Regions from separate parts of the Cricetulus griseus genome. Here region 1 is linked to region 2. The links are chromatin contacts, called in public Micro-C maps. All regions are on one chromosome and are shown on one strand. The core of a region is the stretch at or near the end of the contact, and the rest is flanking DNA. Distances in the headings are between cores, read along the strand shown. Region 1 holds the start of Morn3 (MORN repeat-containing protein 3). Region 2 overlaps Kdm2b (lysine-specific demethylase 2B).

Region 1 (6,594 bases), core at 1,432-3,931, 76 kb after region 2:
CAGTGAACAGTAACTTGCTCTTAACTGCTGAGCTATCCAGGTCCAACTCTTAGGTTTTTAAATCTAGAGCAGGTGGGGCTCTGGTCATATCTCAGTGGTAGAGCATTTGCCTAACAATATTTGAAATATTGTGAAATAAAATATTCACGTTGTGAGATAAAAATTTGATCTAGGTTATTCCTGACAAGGACAGACTCACCCTTCATCCAGCACATGTTTGGCACACGCAGTGCTGACTAGCCTGTTCCTTTCTTTTCAACCTTTCTCCTATAATGAAGACAGACACAGCTGGGGGCTGGAGACATGGCTCAGTGGTTAGAGCACTTGCTGCCTTTGCAGAGAAACTGGGTTCTGTTCCCAGAATGCCGATGGCAGGCAGCTCACAACCACCTATAACTCCAGTTCTAATGGGATCTAATGCCCTCTTCTGATCTCCATGAGCACCAGGTACTCACATGGTTCATATACATATATCAAGGCAAAACACTCATGTACATAAAATAAAATAAATCTTAAAAAAAAAAAAAGACAAGGCTTGAAGTGGTTCATGAGGCGTAACATATTTGTTGGATAGTTAGCTGTATGGGCACCTGACCTGAGTCTCTGTGTGTGTGTGTATGTGTCTGTCTGTCTGTCTCTGTCTCTCCCTCCTTTCCTTCCTTCCTCCCTCTCCACCCCTTTGTTTTCTGCCCTTCTTTGTTTTGTTGGTTTCATTTTTGAGACAGGATTTCTTTATGCAGTCCCAGATGGCCTGGAACTTTCTATGTAGACCAGTCTGGCCTTGAACTCTAAGAGATCAACCTGCCTCTGTCTCTGAAGTGTTGGGAGTAAAAGTATGAGCCACCACAACTGGCCACTACTCTCTTTTTCTTCCTTCCTTCCTTCCCCTCCTCCTCCTTCTTCTTCTGTTTTTTAACTTAATTTCCTTTTGAGATAGGGTCTCTTATAGCTCAAGCTGGCCTTGAATTCACTATGTAGCTGAAGCTGGACTTGAATTCCTGATTTTTCTGCATTGTCTTCCAAGTGCTTGGGACTACAGGAATGCACCATCACACCTGGCTCCCCGCACTCCTCCCCCAACACACACACACACACACACACACACACACTTTGTTTCGTTTGAGAGAGGATCATAGCTCATAGCCCAGCCTTGATCTTCCTAACTCAGCCTCCTGAGCCAATAACTGGAATAATAAAACCACATTAGTCCTGGCTCACTTTCTCCCACTGCCCTCTCTGCTCCAGCTTCACTGACTCTGGTCTGTTCCTCAATCGAGCTATACCGATCTACCTAGTTCTAATTCTACTGCTTACAGTCTGAATCTTAGACAAAATGCCCCTTAGCCTGGTCACTGCAGCCTTGTACCTTCCATCCAGCTCAAACATCACCTTTCCCCTACTGCTTTGTCTCTACTCCATCCCCTTCTCTCTGGTACCCTTTTATCCTAATGCAACCTCTGGAGTAGTTACTTCCTCCTCTGGACCTCAGTTGCCTCATACGGGAAATGTGAGGGTAATCGATCCTGTAGATTCTCTACAAGCGCCCTTACTGAGTCATCTTGCTGCCCCTCATCTCTTATCTTCATAAATGATATTGTTTCCACTTAAGATCTGTGAGGAAACAGGCTCGGAGTATGGTAATGACTACTTCAAGACAGTGGCTGGTAGAACTGGGATTCTAACAATGCAAGCTCATGGAGATAACCCAGGAAGGCAGAAGAGGGAGGTTAAGTCTGGAATTGCAAGAATGGAATGAGAGACTGTCAGTCTTTGAATAAGTATCCCTCATCCCTCCACCCCCATTACCGCCCCCCCCCACCTTTGCACTGTATTACCAGAACCCCCTTCGCCCCCTGCTGGTCGGGCCTGAGCCCAGGCACAGAGGAGTAATCATGGAAGCTGTTATTCCTGGGGGTAGGACTGGTCCTTCCTGTGTCCTGAGGCCCACAGGTTATGCTCCACCATCTGCAGAGCATCAAGGCTGAGTCTGAAGCCCAGAGCCCCTATTGCAAGCCAGTTTCTTATCATTTTGACCTTTTCTTCTGTCAATCAACCCCAGGCTCAGCCAGCCTCTCAGAAGGCAGTGAGGGACCCAGCTTGATCCCCCAGTGCCAGCTTTGGGCTGGTTTCTGAAGCCCCCTATCCTGTCATTGTCTCTAGACTATTGCCTAGCTGAAGTCATGGCTGAGATGGGCTTCAGAGCCAAAGCATGGGAAGGCCCCTTGCTGGTCGAGATGGCCATTCATCCCCTAAGGAGGCTTGGGAACACCACTTAGGTCCCTGATGAACTCTATACACTGCTTTTTGTTTTTGTGGTTTGTTTGCTTGTTTCAGACAGGGTTTCTTTGTGTAGTCCTGGCTGTCCTGGAACTCACTCTGCAAACTAGGCTGACCTTGAACTCACAGAGATCCACCTGCTTCTGCCTCCTGGGTGCTGGAATTAAAGGTGTGGGCCACCACTGCCTGTTTGCTTTGTTTCACTTTGCATGGCCCACCCACTCTGACCCCACACTGGCCATTTGACCGCCCCTGCTCACCATGTTTTAGGTTGTCCTTCCATTCGCCCACATAGTGATCGCCATTCACTGCAAACACTTGGTGCCTCATTCCATTCTTCAGGGCTTTCCGGTCCCAGTCCTTCCACAGAGGCTCTGATTTCTTTGGACACTTGTTGACAGGCATGATGGCTGCTTCTGTGGTGTTGGAGGGTGCTGGCGAGAGGTAGGAGCATCAGGGGCTCAGTATATCTGTGTTATCTCTGGGATCCTGGGGCTTCCTGGCGAGGTGCCTGCCTGAGTTCCAGTAGGGCAGGTCATGTGTGTTCTGAGTCCCCAGGGCAGGTGAGCAGCCCTCGTGGGGATCCTTCTGTGCTGGACTGTGTCGTGGGGACTGGACCAGGACAGCCCCCTCTCTTGCATCCTCCTGGGGCCAGTCTATGGGGATGTGATGGCACAATCCCTTTGGAACCCAGGGAGACCAATAGCAACTCAGGGTTTGTGATGATATCAGGGAGAAGCTTCCCCTGGGAAAAATGATGGTCACATACTTAATGACTAGAAGGACCAATCAGAATGGGTTATGATGGAAGAGGAGCCCAGCAGGAAGGATCAGGTGGTGGCAAGTGCTGGGACAACTCCAGGAGAGGCAGAGGGTATTAGGCAGACAGCAGTTGCCTTCCGCACAAACTACAGGAACACCCTGGCCCAGCACCTGCACTGTTACCCCCTTTGGCGCTATGTACCAGGTAGTGGGGACAGATGGAGAAGCTTAGGGTTTGCCTTTCAGCTGGGGCAATCCTACAAATTAAAGAGACTGATTCCAAGTTGATCAACTGTCCCTGACGGAAGGTCTGTCTATACAGTGAGACCTTATCTCAAAATAAACACAAGAGGAAAGTCCCCAGCCTCCTCCCACTTCTGACCCAATCACTCTCCTCAAGCCCCTGGCTAGCTTCTTCTATGGCTCTATCTGCTAGAACCTATAGAGAGACAGTGGGTGGCCCAGGGCCTCCTCCCAGTGTCTGGGAGCCTGCATTTGTGTTCCTCACGTCCCCGGAATCTCCAGAGAGGACATTTATGTCTTTCCATCTGTTTCCATGGAGTTTGCTTAGGGGTGATAAAAAAACAGTCTTGTCTAAATCCTTGGGAACCCTGTCCTCCTCAACAAAAAATACTATAAATCCATAGGTTCTGAGGCTGCACAAATCCACTCCCATGAAACCTTGCACCAGCAGCACACACAGATACTGCCAATCAAAATAACCTCAAGTCTGAGCCAGTTCCAGGAGACCATGGCATCAGCATCCGCCCGCAGGGCCAGCCACAAAAATATGTGCTTCAGTTTGGACACTGTGCCTGCCACCTGTGCAGTTGCACAGCCTGTGACCCCACAGAAGGGACTGTTCTTTGCTCACACTTTGTTGTTACACTGTTTTTAAAAATCTCTTTTTAAAGATTTATTTATTTATCATGTGCACGCCATTTATACAGTGCATGCCAGAAGAGAGCACCAGATCCCATTATAGATGGTTGGGAATTGAACTCAGGATCTCTGGAAGAGCGGCCAGTACTCTTTAACCTCTGAGCCATCTCTCCAGCCCTGTAGCCAGTGTTCTTAACTGCTGAGCCCCTACACAGTCATTTCTCCACATGCCCTTTAATTGCTTCACTGTGTAGAAATCTGGATTCCTGATAGGGCCTCAGATGGGGAGTGGGAGCCTTGAGAGAGGCAGTGGGCAGCCCTCAAGAGGCGGAGACAGATGGATCTCTGTGTGTTCGAGACACACAGAGAACCTGTGTACAGGTTCTAGGACAGTCAGGACTACACAGAAACCCTGTCCTGGGGAGAAGAAGGAAGGAAGGAAGGAAGGAAGGAAGGAAGGAAGGAAGAAGAAAAGAAGGAAGGAAGGAAAGAAGGAAGAAAAAGGGGGCAGTTGTATGCAAGAATTTTGGCACTGGCAGAATCCTGGGGTTACCAATATGCATTTACAATATCTTTATATATTCTTCAAGATGGATCTTGGCAGCACCTTTTCCCTCTGAGAGTACCCTGCCCAGTATCATTCTACCACCATTCTCAGTAGAGATGACAGGTACCATGTCTTTTTTCTGTTTCTCACGGCACATAGTAGGTCCTCAACCAAAGTGACAATGTGTCCTGGGCTCTGCACTAGATTCCCGTAAAGCTATGGTGTCAACAGGTGTTACTGCTACATCTGTGCATCATAGATTCTACTCCCCACCCCACCCCCACAAGACAGGGTTTCTCTGTGTAGCCTTGGCTGTCCTGGAACTCTGTAGACCAGGCTGGCCTTGAACTCACAGAGATCCACCTGCCTCTGCCTCCCCAGTGCTGGGATCAAAGGCGTGCGCCACCACTGCCCTGCATAGATTCCACTGTTGTCCCGCATTTTTCAGAATTCAAGGAGAGGTAGAAGTGGGCTGGAAAGGAAAGACTTCCAAGACTGCACAGGTTGTTTTGTTTCCAAAGAAAAAAAGAGACCAGTGCGGACTGAGAGACAGCACACAGGCAGCGTCTTTTCTGAACCCCAGCCACCCTGTGTCCACCTGGCTCACCTGTAATAGCAGCCTTGGGCTTCACCCTCAGCGGGCAGCTAGGATTGCTTCCAAGTCTGGGACTCTGGAGGTTGTTATGACAACAGCAAAGCAATCCTGCAGTGTCCGCCTCTTCCTGCAGAGGCAGGGTAGCGGTAATTTTGAGGGCAAGGAAAGTCCTATTTGTTCCTAGTCTTGTAGGACAGCTTTGAGTGTCTTTGGGAAGCTCTGGGGAGCATCTCCCAGGAAGCTGTGTGGCATGCATTTTACAGATGCAAGTTCTTGCTTTGCTCACAAGGCTCATCTTATAATGAAGCCTTGAAGACCCTGGAAGACCTGCCTAGCCCCTCCACTTTGCTCTTTGTCCTGCTGTTCCTGGAACACCATGTTCCTGCCTCAGGCATTGGACTCTTCCAGAGCTTCTAGGACAGCTCTCTCTCTCTGCACTAAATGGTGGCTCTTACCTTCCTTTACGTCAGAGCTTTGTTCAAACATCAGCCCCTCGTAGAAAAGTTCTCAGAACCACCCTATTTGAAATTGGAATCTCCTCATGCTTCCTCCCTGTTTATGCTGTTTAAACACTTTGCACCACTACTAACACACCCACCCCACCTGCAACCACCTATAGTTACTGTCCATCTCTAAAGACAAAGTTGCTTTCATGATCAATTTTGTTTCGTTTTGTTAGCTCTGGTTGTCTTGGAACTCACTGTGTAGACCAAGCTGTCCTCACAGAGATCGCCTGCCTCTGCATTCCAAGTGTTGGTATCAAAGGTGTGCGCAACTACACTTGGCTGTCATTCTCACTTTTATCTTGTGAAAAAAAAATAGAAACAAACAGCAACAATAAAATACTCAACCATGAAAAAAAAAAAAAAAAAAAAAAGATGGTTTAGTGGATAAAGGCACCAAGCTTGGTGACCTGAGTTAGATCCCTAGGACACACGGTGGGAGGACACTCACATGGGAGTGCAAACATGGTAGAAAGAGAGCTGACTCCTGCAGATTGTCTTTGACCTCCATGTTCACACACACATACACACACGCACGCACATACACTCTCACACACAGAGAATACAAATTCCAAACACACAGGAAAACATAGCTGTAACAAATATTGCCACTTCCCCTTCTTGCACTCAATACATGCCGTCATTCTGCCAAATCTGAAAATAGAGAAAGCTTTATAGGTTTTAATTGTTAGAACTCAGAGATCCTGCCTCTGCCTCTGCCTCTGCCTCTGCCTCTGCCTCTGCCTCTGCCTCTGCCTCTGCCTCTGCCTCTGCCTCTGCCTCTGCCTCCGAGTGCTGGGATCAAAGGTGAGTGCCACCAAGTCTTTTTCATTCTACTACCTTCAGCCTTCTTATGCTGTTGGTGAAAAGTGACCTGCTACGTCACTGTGAACTCAACTGCTTCAAAATTGCTATCTCAAGTACTCAGTTGGCCCAGCTAGGTTCTAGAGTCTGCACTGGCTGACAATGGTTCTCCTCATAACCTTCTACTTTTCCCTCAGGCACCCAGCCAGCAGCCACGGCCAGCC
Region 2 (6,493 bases), core at 728-3,227:
CTGTGCTGGAAGATGGCTCAGTTGGTAAAGTTCTTGCAAGCATGAAAGCCTGAGTTCAGAGCTAGAACCCACACAGGGAAGAAAACAAAACAAAACAAAAAGCCAGGCATGACAGCCACACAGTGGCTTACAACCATCTAACAATCCTCTTCAGACCACAGGCACCACATACATGGTACACATACATACATGCAGTGAAAACTCATGCACATAAAAAAAAAAAAAAATGATAACAGATAATAAGCCCAGTATAGTGGTTCCTGCTTGTAATCTTAGATCCTAGTAGTGTGAGGGTAGAGACAGGCAAATTACTAGGACTAAATGACTGGCCAACCTTATCTACTTGACAAATTCCAGCAAATGAGAAACCCTATCTCAAAACAAAACAAAAACAAACGAACAAACAAAAAACCAACTGAGCTGGAGAGATGGCTCAGAGGTTAAGAGCACTGACTGCTCTTCCAGAGGTCCTGAGTTCAATTCCCAGCAACCACATGGTGGCTCACAACCATCTGTTATGAGATCTGGTGCCCTCTTCTGGTGTGCAGATATACATGGAAGCAGAATGTTGTATACATAATAAATAAAATCTTAAAAAAAAAAAAAAAAAAAAAAAGGAAGAAAACCCAGGGTGATCCTCTAGCCTCCACACACAATTCAAAACAAAGCACATATACAGATATAGAGGCACGCTCGCAAACACACACACACACACACACACACACACACACACACACACACAAAATCTGATCTGCAAGGCATAGTAGCTCACTTACGTAATCTCTACACTCAGGAGATTAAGGTAGGAAGATCGACACAAGTTCATGTCGGCTCAGGCTATAGAGCAAGACCCTGTATCAACAACAACAATCATAATAAAAGTAAAAAGAACAAGAAAAACAATAAATCAAACAAACAAAAATCCCAGCTGTAGCCGGGCAGTAGTGGTGCATGCCTTTAACCCCAGCATTCGGGAGGCAGAGGCAGGCAGATCTCTGTGAGTTAGAGGCCAGCCTGGTCTACAGAGTGAGTTCCAGGACAACCAGAACAACAAAGAGAAACCCTGTCTCAAGAAACAAAACAAAACAACAACAAAAATTCCAGCTGTACTTATTAGTTCTGTGGCTTCCAGGACTTATCAAACTCAAGACTTGCTGGGTATTTGTTCATAAAAATGAAGGCCCCTGATATTAATAGTGTAATACTATTGTCCTTGTCGGGGAGTGGTGACTCACGCCTTTAATCCCAGCACTCCGGAAGCAGAGGCACTCTGTGAGTTCAAGGCCAGCCTGGTCTTCAAAGAGAGTTTCAAGACAGTCTCCAAACCTACAGAGAAACCCTCTCTCTTATATAGCATCCAAGTCTGTTCAAAGAAAAGTTCTCCTTTTAACCACTAGTTTCACAGGCAATCACATGTTGTTGTTGTGTGTGTGCATTTATTTACTGGTGGAGCACACAAGATGACACTCATGTGTTAAGTCAGACCACAGTTGCAGTTCTCTCCTCACACCTTCTGGGTCCCAGAAATAGAACTCACAGTGTTGGCTTGGCGGCAGGTGCCTTTATCCCCTTAGCCATTGTTTCTTACCAGGAGCCACTAAGCCCAACCTGGGCTCTTTAATTCTGTGAAGGAGACAAAAAGATTGAGTCCCTAACCTCTTCCCATCCCAAGTGTCATGAGACACCTTGGAATACACCCAGGACACCTCTGGGCACCTGGGACAGTGCCAAGAGCCTTGGATAAGGTTATAGTCACATCAAATCGAAAAAACCCTACTCTAGGGCCCAGCTCCTGCCAGGGAAGGGCAGTAAGAAGTTGACTTTAACTTTGTTCCTTTACTAAAGAACTCTTTCTTCAAGAAGTATATGAGTCAGATCCATAAATTAAAAACAAACACCCCAGGTTTGTGTGGGACAAGGAAGACAGAGTCAGCACTTAAACCAAATTCCTGGGATTTCCCTCTGAAAACCACTAAGTCATCTGTGTAGGACTCTTTTAGGGCTGACACCTTACATTCAGCCTTCATGACTCAGCTCATTTCCCATCACTGTGACTAAGGGAAGTTGGAGTACACTAGGGGTAAAGAGGCTTGAGGGACCACTGGGAACAAGACAGCAATTAACTATTTTCCCAGGTTCACACTCAGATCTGGCACAATAGTTGAAGAACTGGGTCTCCAAGAAAAAGCCTCAGGGCTAGAAAGGGCAGTACCCCAAAGAGACAGAAAAGGCAGCTCAGTCACAAGTTAGTACCAGGTGACAAGGACAGGCTGCTACTGGAACCCAAGGACGACAGATCCACTTTATAGAACTGACCTCGGGTTCCCAAGTCAATGGATCCCAGGGGAATTTACCCACCTCAAACAATGCCCGGGGATCCTAAGTGGTCTAGCAATGCCAAGCTCTCCTTCCTATACCACGCTCTCCTACCTTTGCCCTCTCTCCCCTCCTCTGGGTATCATTGGCTCTCTGGGCTCACAGACTACACATGAATCCAACAGACTGCAGTGGCAGAAATAAATCCGTAGCCCAGTGGCCCCTGAGCTGAAGGCTCCATCAGTCAGCTCTGAGAGTCATGGGCTGACAGCCAGGAAGAGGCTGGTCAAAGTCACCTTGAAGCTAACAGGAAGCATACACACAAGCAATGACCCCAAATTCCCTGTGAGCCCCAGTCTTTAGAAGGGATGCAGATATGTTCCACATCACAGCTCAGAAACACCATTAATCACCAGAAGGCTTCAGAGCTGGATTTTATGCTGCCCCTAGAAGTCCCACATGGATAACATTTATCAGATGGGACATTAAGTGCAGGTTCGTACCCTCCCCTGTTTCAGTTTCCAACAGTGAGGCCTCAGGTTCCTCATCTGTAAAAGGGAAAGACTAGGAGCACCCCTCCTTCCCTGACAGAATTATCAACGGCATGTGCTAAGCCCAATAGTGGGGGCCCCACGAAGACTCTGTTCCAAACAGAAGGAAAGGAGAGCCAGGCCAGGGAGACACTGTAACTTGAGACAGGCCTCCCCAGATATGAAATGTGTGAAGTAAGATGGATGCAAAGACTGAATATCTTCTGGACACTCATCTTGACACCCGCAAATGACCTCCAGGGCTGTTCCCTGCCTCCAAGATTCTGCTTTCAAGAACAACAGACATAAGACCTAAATCCTAGGCAGGCCAGATGGCTCAGGGGTAAAGGAACTTGTTGCCAAACCATACAGTCTGAGTTCGATCCTTGGAACCCATATGATAGAAAGAACTGACTTGAGAAAACTGGCCTCTGACAACACCCATACACATACAAAATAAACTTTAAAGTGTTAAAAAAAATGGAAAAAAAAAACGACACAAACAAACAAACAAACCTGATCTAAATCTAATTTCCTGGCAAGGAAATCAGAGAAGTTACTCAAGCTAGTGACAAGGAAGCCTTTTGGATAACGGAGGCTGAGAGCCATCCGTAACACTTGTACAGAGGTTATGAAAACACCTTATGACAGTAATCTCAGCAGTTCAGAACTTGGGGCAAGAGGACTGCCACAAATTCAAGGCTATCCTTGGCTATGAGACCCTGTATCAAAAGGCAAAAAACAAACAAGCAACAAAAAAAAATCTTCTGTGTTCACACAGATATGCACACAATCGTGGCTCTTCCTCTCAATGGTTACTTGATCAGGGACAAACAATTGTGAAAACTCAGGTTTGTTTGTTTGTTTTTTTCTTTAGTTTTATTATGATAGGGTTTATATATAGGGAGTAATCACTCTTACCACTGAGGTATAACCACCAGTTTTGACTTTTATAAAACGCACACAAGGAGAGGTATAGCTCAGTGATAGAATGCTTGCCCAGCAAGTCTGAGGCACTGGGTTCAATTACCAAAACCAGGAAAAAGAAGATAGGGGAAGCCCTCGGCTCACACTATCTCTCTGACAGTGCCCAACTTATGGTCACTAAAGATGATTTTTTTTTTCTTTATGACAGTGTAAAAGAAAAACACATTGGGGGGGGGATACTTTGAATTCTGAGTTTTGACCTATTCTCAGGCAATCCAATACCCACTCAGCCCTGTGATCACGATGCTGAAGGGCTGGTACCCTACAGAGTGCTGTTGCTAGGCAGTGATGTTCAGGAGCAAAGATACTGTAAATGCATTGTAGAGTTATTTTCCTCTTACAGTGCTTTTATCAGTACACGACCCCACCGGACATCAAGAAGCACTTGGGTTTATTATCTAAGGAGCTACCCCTAAAAGACAGCGATTCAGGCTGGGAAAAAACAGTAGGAGGCTACATGTAGTTTCCCTGGAATCTGACTATGATTAGGGATTTAACTTCATAACAAATCTGTGAGATGGATGAAGATACAAGGGATGGAATCTGAAACCCCAACTTTTCTTGGGAGTCCTGAGTCTGAGTGCTCCTGCCTTCAGGCCCTCCCCGCCCATCATTTCTGTCCTTCTCAACAGCTGAGACCCTCCACAACTGCTCGTCCTATCTCGGCTTCTGTCTTGAGCTCAAATTTAATGGAGCTAGAACCAAACAAAACCTACACCCATAACTGAGTCACTTTTCCTCTGAGATCAAACAAAAGCCATTGTCTTCCACGCGCCGAAATTCAAGCCCACATCTGAAGCAGATGGCCACAGACCATCTGAGCAACTTAATGGGCAGAGAGCCAGTCCTCGTTTCTCATTTATGAACTGTGAAAGCAGGACTATAGGCAGGCTCACGACCTCTTCCCAGATTAAAACAGGAAAAAGATGGTGCTGGCAGAGGTAAAGCATTTGCCTAGTATCTTAGATTTCATCCTCAGCATATCAGATAATGAATTAATTAACAAATAGACAAATAGAAAGGAGCTAAACTAAAAAATTCTTAATACATTTATCAATGTGTGTGTGTGTGTGTGTGTGTGTGTGTGTGTGTGCGCGCGCGCGCGCACATGCGTGAGCACATGCACATGTGTCCACACCAAGTGGGTCCTGGGGATTGAACTCTGGCAGTTAAGTGCCTTTTACCCATCTTACCAAAGTACAATTTTAAACAAAGTTTGAAAGGCCACAAACAATCATGGTGCACGAGATGACAATTCCTGCAATCAAGAAACTAAAGTCAACAGAACTGAGAATTTGAGGCCAGCCTGGGATGGACAGTGCGACCTCTATCAAAAAAGGAAAGAAGTTGGGCTGGAGAGATGGCTCAGTCATTAAAGAAGCTGGTACTGTGGCACTCATCTTTAATCCCAGCACTGAAGGAGAGCCAGACAGGTCTCTGTGAGTTTGAGGCCAGCCTGATCTACAGAGTGACTTCCAAAACAGTAAGGGCTATATAGGGAACCTATCTCAAAAAAACTGAAAAAGGAGGTTAGAGAGATGGCTCAGTTGTTAAGAGCACTGGCTGCTCTTGTTCCAAATGTCCTGAGTTCAATTACCAGCAACCAAATGGTGGCTCACAACGATCTATAATGAGATCTGGTGCCCTCTTCTGGCCTACAGGTATACATGCAGGTAGAACACTGTATACTTAATAAGTAAATAAATAAATCTTAAAAGAAAGAAGAAAAGAAAAGAAGAGAAAGGGGAGGTTGGATAGATAGCTCATTGGTTAAGAAGATCCAAGTTCAATTCCCAGCATCAAATAGAGGCCACAACCCTCTGCATCTCCAATTCTGGAAATCTGATGCCCTCTACTGACCTCCTTGGGCACTGCAAATATGCATACAAATACAAGCAAACTACCCACACACCTAATTAAGAAAGAAAGAAAGAAAGAAAGAAAGAGAGAGAGAGAGAGAGAGAGAGAGAGAGAGAGAGAGAGAGAGAGAGAAAGGGGAAAGGAGGCTAGTGATAACCTATCTTTGATCCCGGCACTCAGGGACAGAGTCAGGCAGATTCTGTGGGTTCTATCCAGCCTGGTCTACATAGTGAATTCCAGGCCAGCCCACATAGTAAGATCATCTTTAAAAAAGCCTGGCGTTGGTGGTGCACACCTTTAATCCCAGAACTCAGGAGGCAGAGACAGGTGGCTCTCTGTGAGTTCAAGGCCAGCCTGGTCTACAGAGTTCCAGGACAGCCTCCAAAACTACAAAGAGAAACCCATCAAAAAAAAAAAAAAAAAAAAGGGGGGGGGGAGGAAAAAAAAATGAAAACAAGGAGCCACTCCCTGGTAGTTTAGTGGTTAAGATTTGGTGCTCTCACTGCCTTGGCCCGGGTTTGATTCCTGGTCAGGGAAGTGTGTTGTCTTTTGGGGGGGAGGGCCCTGCCCTAGATGATATGACAGACTTGGCAATCCCCCATGGTGGGCCTCACTCTCCCTGGGTAGTGGAGGGGGGATGGGGTGTGGGATTGGGGGGGAGGAAGAGGGGAGAGAGAGAGGGAGCTGGGATTGACATGTGAATCAGACTTGCTTCTAATTTAAATAAAAATAAATTTAAGGGCTGGCGATATGGCTCAGAGGTTAAGAGCACTGACTGTTCTTCCTATGGTCCTGAGTTC

Evidence for each region. Hi-C and Micro-C count contacts between places; a contact is called where the count stands out from the background.
Region 1: a contact with region 2 is called in a Micro-C map of the CHO-K1 cell line, with 2.3 times the contacts expected there. The contact joins the promoter of Morn3 here to the enhancer-like site in region 2. A contact is called at or near these places in 2 of 8 Hi-C or Micro-C datasets (the CHO-K1 cell line and liver).

The regions. Positions count from the first base shown.
Region 1 is chr4:102,845,835-102,852,428 of CriGri-PICRH-1.0, forward strand. It overlaps Morn3 (MORN repeat-containing protein 3), which reads right to left and starts at 2,682. Exons shown (of 5, transcript XM_035444183.1): 1 at 2,538-2,682. The coding sequence starts at 2,682.
Region 2 is chr4:102,770,309-102,776,801 of CriGri-PICRH-1.0, forward strand. The region is part of intron 4 of Kdm2b (lysine-specific demethylase 2B); the gene reads right to left. Among named protein-coding and RNA genes, the nearest start is that of Kdm2b, 19 kb to the right of the region's middle. Within about 2 kb of position 1,978, at least 1 of the 6 cell types and tissues checked has open chromatin away from gene starts, as enhancers often do. A contact at or near this core is called in the CHO-K1 cell line, where this site is marked.